Linked DNA regions of Gossypium raimondii: region 1 is linked to region 2. Evidence: chromatin contacts called from public Hi-C data. All regions are on one chromosome and are shown on one strand. Each heading gives the region's core, a stretch centred on a gene start, on an enhancer-like site or on the middle of the called end of the contact. The rest is flanking DNA. Distances are from core to core; before and after follow the strand shown. Region 1 overlaps LOC105798696 (protein CASP). Region 2 holds the start of LOC105798704 (DNA mismatch repair protein MSH2).

Region 1 (4,849 bases), core at 484-2,983, 280 kb before region 2:
ACTCAGCAGCGGACGTTTTCTTCTGGGAAACAAGTATGGTTTTGTTTCATCATCTATTGCATATACAGTGTATAGTATGCTTTATTTGGCAGGATCTCTTGTTCCATTTCTTGCATTTTTCTTTTTGAGTGTATGCACATTTGTAAAGGTGGCAATCACGCTGGTAGGTTTGGGGTGTCTAGCATTGTGACCAAGGTTGAGTTTAGGTCTCTGTCTTCTTTCCACTTCATTATTTTCTTGAGGATAGTCACTCTTAAGTGGGTGAATATAGGTTTCACGTAGGTTGGGGTATGTCTTATAGTAGGCTCAACTTTTTTTCTCGTTTTACTTTGCAAACAGCAAACCGAATGGTAATTGGATCTGGGGTTTGGATCATTTAAGGCAGGATGATTGTGTAAGGTAGTTGACTTCATTCAAATGCTTATTATAGGTCAACTTTGGTCCGAGTGTCGTTCCCTGTCTACAAATGTGCATTTGTAAATGAGCAGAATTTCTATGTGCATGTACCTTTACATTCTTTTGGGTGTTATATCCCTTCTATATATCAAATAAGAATAGTAGTAGCACATTTTTGTTGGCCCGTAGTTAAATTAATGTGGTCACCATTGTATAAGGGAGTCTGACGCAATTCTCTCCGTGACGTGTGGACGCAATAATACCTGCTTGCTTAGAAAGTTCGTTGATTTGCTAATGAAATACTTGGTTTGTAAGTGCAGGTATGCTCGAACATTTGCATTTTTCTACACAATTGGTTTGCATATCCTAGTGTTTACTTGTCTATACCGAATGTCCGCTCTAAGCTACCTCAGGTGATAATGTGCCCTAATCATTACTATAACTAAGCCAGATTTCCTTTCAGATTAATCTGACTCTACATGTATTTTTTGTTAATGCAGCCATGGCTCTGAGGAAACTGCCGTCGTTGAGAAAAACTTGAACCTTCCGCGTGGATATTAGTGACATCTACCCTTAGCCATTTCTTCATTTATGGTTTGTTCTTGTGAGAAGAATATGGCATTGAAATTAAATTTACAAACTTAATAAACTGTACATGTAACACAATCATGTTATGTTCAAAATAGCTAATACTATACATCCATGTCTTTCGATCTTAAGTTTGTTCTCAACTTGGGTTTGTTACGCCATCCTAATTCCAGTGCACGTATTTTTCTTTTTAAAAAAATTGAGATTATTGTCTTGAAAATGGAGGTGAGGAAATTCGATTTCAAAATATTTCTTTTTGAAGAAAATGCCATCTGATAATAATAATAAATTAAGGGGAAATACAAAGTCTTGAAACTCAGAAGAGATAACGCAAAACAGGAGGTTGAAAAAATAATACTATCGAAGAAATGAGAAGTCTGGGTAATCAAAGTCACAAAGCTTCAGCCAAACATTTCCATTCTTCACTGAGTAGACACCGAATCCAACCATTAGCTAGTTCAAGGTGTGTAAATACACACCATACTTTTTACTTATTTTAATATTTGTTTTATTTTTTGTTCTTATTCGTGAATACTATAACTCTATAAGTGGGTGACCTTCACTGTCCTTTCTTTTCTTTTCTGATGAGATTACTTTGGCTTCTTCACTTTAACTTCTCTTTCTTTTTTTCAATAATTCATATTTTTTTCTTTTTCCTAAACTTTTCTTCTTCATAACTCTACTATTTAAACTTTAAACCCTTCTAGATTGAGGGTGGGTGAGGCAGAGTAGACGGTGCTATCCTGGGGCTGAAGAATCTGATGGTCTGATGGGTGTGGGACTGTGGGGGGTGAGGGTCACGGGTAGATTTAGGACATTAGCTTTTAGTTTTCAAAATTTTAAATTTATTTTTATTTATTTTTTTCTGCTTTGGTCTCATAGTTGAAAAGAACCAGACTTTTTTATTATTGGATCGTTTTTCCAGCTTGACCTAATCCGGGGAGTTCAAAATTTCCAAAAGCCGGTTCGACCGGTTTGTCCTGATACTCGGTTCAAAAGGATTTTTGCTGTTGAACGGACTGGTTAATTTCCGGTTCCCAGTTCAACCGGCCAGTCCAGTTTGGTTTTCAAAATATTAGTATTTAGCCTTTAACAAACATGCAACAAGCGAGTTCAAATTAGCTAACAATCGCCAAGCTTATTTTGCTAAGAGAGCAACATTAAACTTTTATATTTTCATATTTATGAATTGGTTTGATCCTAATTAGAAGTTATCAATTTTCAAGTATGATAGATATTGTTTTTATATTATTATAATTTTTTTATTTGAGTTGGTGTCATAAGTTAATCGGATATTAATTAAATTTGTAAAGATTTAAAAGTTATTATTTTAAAAAATAACAAACATCTTTACTATAATTAAATTATTGACTAAATTAGTGTCACAAGCAAGATAGTCAGTACTATACCGGTGGACTAATCACTTTTTGTTTGGGTACTAGTGCGTACCCGTATTGATATGTTTTGATGTATCTATTTGGATTTATCGATATTGACATGTTTTAATGTACTGTTTTGGATTTATTGATTTTTTAAATATTTTTTTACATATATACTCATTTTTAGTTTTTTGATAAATTATATATGCATTTAAATACTTTTCACATATATTTATAGTATAATTTATTAGTTTCTTAATAAATTATATATTATTTTGTTAAAAAAAAATTATGTATTACATATAGATACAAATACATCTCCATTACATTCATATAAATATATTTATATGTAAATATAAGTTTAAAATTATTCATTAACTTCAATAATTTAATTTAATAGCTTTTAATTTTAAATATAATTATAGAAAACTTAAAGTGGTTAAAATAAAAAATTTTAAAATTTTTCACAAATCAATAGGAGCCGATATGCACCGATACAAACTGATATTGACTGAAATAGACTGAAACACACTGAAATGGTTGAGACACATTAAAATTTTGACCAAAGCAAAACAAAGACTACTTGGTACTGATTTAAACTAGGGGTGTGCAAAACTCGAATCAAGTCGAAGAAATTCAAAGTTTGAGTTATTCGAATTAAGTTGTTCAAACTTTTAAGGGTTTTTTTAATTTTAGGGTTAGAGTTAGAGTTTTTTGTTAAGAATTAGGGTTTAGGGTTTTAAGAGTGAAATCGTGAAAGTTTATATGTAGATTTGAGGGGCCACTGATGCAATAACGCGTCTTATAACACATACATTTCATATGTCGTGCTAGGATAGAACCATTACCTCAGAAACCCATCCTATTAAAGTTAGGTTTTGAGGTGATAGTGCTTGATACGATCATGGGTTGAAGTTTAAGTGGAGGTCCCAATCGGTGGCCATGATACGATCACGGGTTCGAGTATAACTAGGGCCAATTGACAGTCATTATGTGGTCACGAGTTCAAGCTTTTTGGATACCTGTAAATGATGCCTTACATATACCATGCATAAGATTGAAGCCATAATCATAGGGAAAAGCAAAGGGCTTTCTAGTGTAATCAACATACATTTTTTTCTATTTCCAGGCCGCTAGTATCTTTAACCTTTCATTCTTATCTGAAGGTTGACACCGAGGTGAACACAAGAGGACTCTTAGGCAGAGAGCGGATGTTCTGGCACAGTAGAGGTCAAACTCGAGTTGACGTGACAACAGTTGTAGTTATTATTGGGTTTTTTAATAACAACAACCATTGTCACCTCGAAAAGGGCATCACTTTTACTATACCACAATAGTCGTTGCCCGCTTAAAAGTCCTCTTGCTTCCACGCGGTGCCGACCTTTGAATAAGAAAAAAAGGTTAAATATACTAGCTACATGGAAATGGATAAAAAAGTTACACTGATTATAGCAGAAAGCCCTATAGTTTTTTCCTATGATTATGCCATCAAACTTCTATATATTATTTATAAGGCAATATCTCTGGGTATCCAAAAAGTTTGAGCTGGTGCCCGCATAATGACAGTCAACTGGGTCCCTCATTATTGTAACAGTCCGTTTTCAGTGAAATTAGAACAGTGGTTTCGAGACCACAAATCCGAGTCTGTAAGAAAAATTATTTTAAAATTATTTTATGGTCTACCATGAGATAAGAATATCGTATAAAACTTTCTTTAAGAGAATTTTATCGGTTACATGATTAATTGATAAAAGGAAAAGTTGAATTCTAGTAGCTAAAAGGATCAAAAATGGCTATGTAATTCAAAATTGGAGGTCCTTATATGGCAAATAGACCATTAAGAGAAGTTAGTAGATAAGTATGATGATTCATCCATGGAAAATTTAATAAAGAAAAGGACTAAATTGGAAATTTGAAATAATAAAAGATGATAAGTTAATTAAATAATAAAATATCATCTTTTTCATCATCTTTCTCAAATTTTTTTATGGAAACCCTAGCTAAAAGAAGAGAACTCAAACAAGCTTATTTAGCTTAATTGGGTAAGCATTCTTGTCCTGTTTTTAATGATTTTTATGTTTCCAAGATCGTAATAGCTTAATTTAGCTATCTCGGGGATTAATTTGTAAAGTTATCAAAGTACTAGGGGTTTTCCATGGATGAATATGCTTGAATTATGAAATTTATGGTAGAAAATGAAAGGTTGTTGATAGATAAACAACTTTTGTAAAGTTAATTTTGATGAAAATGTGATTTAGGGACTAAATTGTAAAGATGTACAATTCATGGAAAAATTTTAAACTTTATGAATTACATGGGCTGTAAATATTACATGTAAAAATTGGCTAGGCTTGGAATAAGGATTAAATTGCATGAATTTCATTTTCCGAGACTAGGGAAAAAATTGAAATTAATTAAAAGTATAGGGGCAAAATGGTCATTTTTTCTTAAGATATGAATTGCATTGTATTGAATATGAATTGTAT
Region 2 (4,920 bases), core at 1,532-4,031:
CATTCAAGTAAGAATGAAAGAAACAATATACGCTCCCTAAAGTACTGAACGACAGAATTCTAAAATTACTGGCCAAAGAGCACAAGAGAGTTAAATTAAAGCACAACCCTTAAGCAAGGAGTTAGTCGAAATGCTAAACATTATTTATGAAAAGATGAATCAGCAAGATCTTAGTAACTTTGGTCCTGATCAAATCTTCTTTATCCAAAGAAATAAGAGTCAAAACAAAAAAGAGGGTGATGGAGAACACTGGCAACAATAATGCATTTTTTGGAGCATGAAAGACGACTCCCTTGCTGAGGTGCCAATTCCTCTGCAGTAGCTGTACAATGGATATGCAGACACCTAGTACGGTGAAATATTAGGGTTTTAACTTACCTGATAAAGTTTTACAATATGCTGCAAACCAGCTCTTGTCCTTTGAATATTGCGCATAAGTCGTTCAATATCTGAAATTCTTCTTAGATGCTGTCTCAAATCTTGGCGAAGCTCAGTATCCTCCACAAAAGCCTGTACCAAATCTAGCCTTGAATTTATCTCACTTATATCTAACAAAGGCTGTTTTAGCCACATATGAAGCAACCGCTTACCCATCCCAGCGGTACAGGTTCTATTCATAAGACCAAACAAACTAAAATTTTTGTTTGCATCAGTTTTGCTTTCTAGGACATTCAATGCCCTCATTGCAGCAGAATCTAACCTCATGAAGCTGCCCAGATTGTATCTACAAATGCTATAGTTTCCATAATTTCCTTCATCTGCTAGTAATTCTGCATAAGAAAGTAAGGCTCCTAAAGCAGCTGGTGCAAATTCAAACCCAGAAACCAAGTCTCGAACTGGTTCAATGGAGCCTTTGACTAGCCTACCAAGATCCTGCACCAGATCCCTTGCTTTAAATTCAGTTTTCTTTCTCTCAGTTACCATAACACCACATCTGGTCAAAGCATCACTCAGAGTTCTACATTCACTGGATTTTCCACTCTCCAAGGGCAAAAGGCACTCCTTACAACCAAGAGCAACCAAAGCTGACTCCACATTAGTAAAGTGACTATCATCAAGAAACTCAACCAAACCAAGTATTCTCTTTGTTAAATCAACATAACTAAATCCAACAGTGCAACCATTTTCACGGAAGTTAGGAAGCAGTGCGACAACAACAGGTGTATCCTGCATCTCATTGTTGGCAAAGAGAACATCTTCAAAACTGCTCAGATTCCCAGGACTGGCACTTTTCATCAACCTCCAATTGGAGCCACTACCTTCATAGAGCTCCAGAGTGTGGTCTGTTCTCTCCAGGAGAAGATCACGGGTGATTGTTTCAAACATGTTTTTATTAACACTTACACTTGAAAGGCCATTCGAGCCACTACCGAGTTGCCGGAGAGCAGTAGTAGTACGATAATACGTTTTTGCGATAAAGGTTGCATTTTCACCATGAGCAGTATAATAATCCTGTATATTCAGAAAACAATAGTTTGGAAATGTCGTGCTTACGATGAAAAGGAAAATAAAACTAGCATTATAGAACAAAATCAATTTGTACAAGTTTTAGAAACCTAATATATACATATGCATTTATATATATGTGTGTAATATGAGAATGTCTTGATGTCCGCTTGTGTATTTTTACAGGCAGCATTGCACATTTACAAATTCTGACAGAGATGAAGGTTGAAATAGTTGACAAGTAGAAAGGGAAAGGTACATATAAGAAAATGGGTAATTAGGGATAGGACATTGCAAAAATGGCAATATACTTTAGCATGAATAAATGGATTTGAAAAATATTTCCAAAACCGTCTGTTCCTTTAAAAAATTTAACCATTTTCCCCTGAACTTCAAATAACACACGTATACGTATATAGCAATCTCCTGAAGAACAGTTATATGCAGTCCATATTTCCATTTCCTTTTTTATATATTAAGAAATAAAAATATTTAATTTCAAAGACAACCCAACTGGCATTTCTTAATTATAGGTGAAAAATAAGCACCCAGTTCTCAAAGCAAATTATTTAACCAATAATCATAATTGAAGTAAAGACAATATAAAATTTTACAACCCACAGTGGTAAAGACTATAAGCCTGAACTAACCCGGCGATCAAAAAACCGAACAGCCCTTGGATCCTGTAAAGGAAGAGACCAAATGATCAGCGAAACGAAATATAGTTCAAATTAAATCATTTTTTTCAAACTATATTAAGTATTGATATGGCATTTTCTCCCCCATTTTACCTGTTCTTGTTCGGTTTCATTATATAAGTAAATAAACATTAAAGGAAAAAAAACCATAATTAGTAATATAAATCCCAATAGATAGAAAAAGAAAAGGGGGCTTACATTCGGTAGAGTTTTGAAAAATGAGAGAAACCCTTGAGCCTGCTTAGCGTCTGTTAACAGTAACCCAAAAAAAAAAACCAAAAAAAGGAGAAAAGTATTATCAACCATAAATTCCTGGAAAAAAATTATCAAAAGAAAATTAAAAGTATCAAAAGAAGTTTCTAACAGAAAAAGGAGTGAGTGGGTACCTAGTTTGAGCTCTGGAAGCTTGTTTTGTTCATCAAAATTTTCATCCATTTTCGAGACAACTTACCAAAAAGCCCAAAAACAGGGGAAAAAAAGAGAAAGAAAATTGCTACTTTTCAGCTTCAGAGAACAGAAACCAAAAACCTAATCTGATTCTGTAGAAAAATAAAAACACAAAACCTAAAATAAAGGGCCTTTTTCTGATGGCGGGAAAGGAATTGGCGGGGTTTTGAGAAGGTGTCTCCGAAGTACTCCATATTTCTTGGTTGTGTTGAAGTTGGATCAACCTGACCTAAGCTTGGGCCAAGTCCTGAAAACAGATGATAACTTGGAGACTCAATTTATAACTAGAATTGGGCCTTTCTTTCATTTCATCCACTATGCACAAAGCCACAAATTTGTAAGTATCTCAATTCTACTTCATATTTTCTTTTAGGTTTAATGCTACTTTGTATGTCCGTATCAAAATAATATCATTTGTGCTTGTCAATTTAATTGGTTTTAAAAAATTTAAAATTGATAATACATATTAATAATATATAAACTATATATTTATTGTTTTATTTTGAAGTCTCGAAATATAATATTAAAATATTAAAATAAATAAAGGTATTAATTGTTAAAATAAATTGAAAAATTTAGATTTGAAATATTATATTAAAATGATTAATAAAAAAAGATATGTCAATATTTTATTATAAAATTTTGTACTAGAAAATAAATTAATTCATGAAAAATAATAATTAATAGTATTAAAAATAATTTTATTATGAAACATTAAATTAAAAAGGAGTCCTATGAATTGTAATATACGTTCAAAAATTAAGTAATGTTTAAATTAATTTAATATAAGTTACTGTTTGATAAATTGAAAAATTAAATGCAGAAAAATAAGTGTTGAAAATTTTAAGTCTTGAATTTAAGTTATAAAATTGTTTGATAAACATAAATTTTAAATTAAAAAATTCTACATTTTATCCTTAATTTTAAACATTTCACTTTATTCTAAACAAAAATCAAATTTTAAACGTAAAATTTTTATTGGATAATATAATAATAAAATAAATAAAATAAAATTTAATTGATTGAATATATCCTCCATTAAGTGATAAGTAGTTCTTATCTACTTATTATTTTCAATGGTCTATCAAACAAGCCCTAATTTAAAAGACAATATATAAAAGAGAAATTTATCCAGATTGAAAATAAGTGCCTTAAAGAGGAGTGTCCATTTGTTAAAAACTATAATGTGAACATGTTTGTTTATTTCTATTTTAGATAAACCTTATAATATATAATATTAGTCTTCTTACGTGTGATGCACGAGTTTAGTGTATAAATTAATTATAATCCTAAAAGCGATGTAGATTTGTTGAATTCGAATATAGTAATAAGTTAGTTAACCAGTAAATTTAAATAATTTAACATTTGCAAATGATAATATTGATTATATGATGAGAGTCTCAAGGCCCAATTTCGGACCTATGGATGTGACGGGCTTACACTACTTCAATGCCCAACAATAAGGTCAAAGGCTAAGTAAATCAAACCAAGATTCGATCAAAGACAAAATACGATGATGAATCTTTTCGAGAAAACAAGGACTGATACATGTACGGAATGGATGAAATTTATTGAAATCAATTCAATCAAGCTGTCAATTTTCAAGCTGAAAAGATTAGTCAATTTGCGATGCATTTTTGGATGGTATCTAGGCATTTATGGGCTTAGATGTCTGCATAGAGTTTTAAGATCTATCTCTTAGTTTTGAAACAAACTTTGAATCACTCGATTTCAAGTTCAAGAGCTTAAGTTATGACTGTTTTAGTGAAAACTGCGCGAGCAGAATTTCTGAATGAGATTATGACGGAAATTACTACTTTTGGGCTTTTAATTCGAGTTTAAATCATATTGTGTTCAGTTTTTAGGCTTAATTTTTATTATATATGATCTCAATATTGTATTTATTAGGTTTTATTATTTTATCATTTATTTATTCCGAATTTTGGATATTGTTTAAGTATTATAAGTTGTTTAGAAGTTTTTGTTTCATAGTCAAACAAGAAAGTTTAGTTTAAAACTACTTCTTATTTAGATTAATTAGAGTTTCAGTATACTTTAGAGTTTTATTTGGATGTACTTAGTTAGCCTATATAAAGACTTCTTCATTGTTCATTAACAGGAGATTGTTTTCATTAATTTTCAACTTTGAGAGTTAGTTTCTTTGTGCAAGATTTCTTTATTGTGATTTTTTAGAAGTAGTTTTCTTCTCGATTTTCTTCAAGGAGTCATGAGAATTCATTTTTCATCCTTCAATTTGCCAAGAATTATTTCTTGGAGGGTTGATTAGAGTCATTAATTGAGTTTGTTGGGATTTATATCTGAAAGGGTT

Evidence for each region. Hi-C and Micro-C count contacts between places; a contact is called where the count stands out from the background.
Region 1: a contact with region 2 is called in a Hi-C map of leaf, with 2.2 times the contacts expected there. The contact joins the enhancer-like site here to the promoter of LOC105798704 in region 2. A contact is called at or near these places in 2 of 2 Hi-C or Micro-C datasets (both in leaf).

The regions. Positions count from the first base shown.
Region 1 is chr9:21,599,520-21,604,368 of ASM2569854v1, reverse strand. It overlaps LOC105798696 (protein CASP), which reads left to right. Exons shown (of 19, transcript XM_012628861.2): 17 at 1-33; 18 at 717-809; 19 at 897-1,115. The coding sequence ends at 957. Among protein-coding and RNA genes, the nearest start is that of LOC105798696, 19 kb to the left of the region's middle. Within about 2 kb of position 1,733, the one cell type or tissue checked has open chromatin away from gene starts, as enhancers often do. A contact at or near this core is called in leaf, where this site is marked.
Region 2 is chr9:21,320,279-21,325,198 of ASM2569854v1, reverse strand. It overlaps LOC105798704 (DNA mismatch repair protein MSH2), which reads right to left and starts at 2,781. Exons shown (of 13, transcript XM_012628872.2): 1 at 2,531-2,781; 2 at 2,343-2,392; 3 at 2,097-2,129; 4 at 379-1,452. The coding sequence starts at 2,579.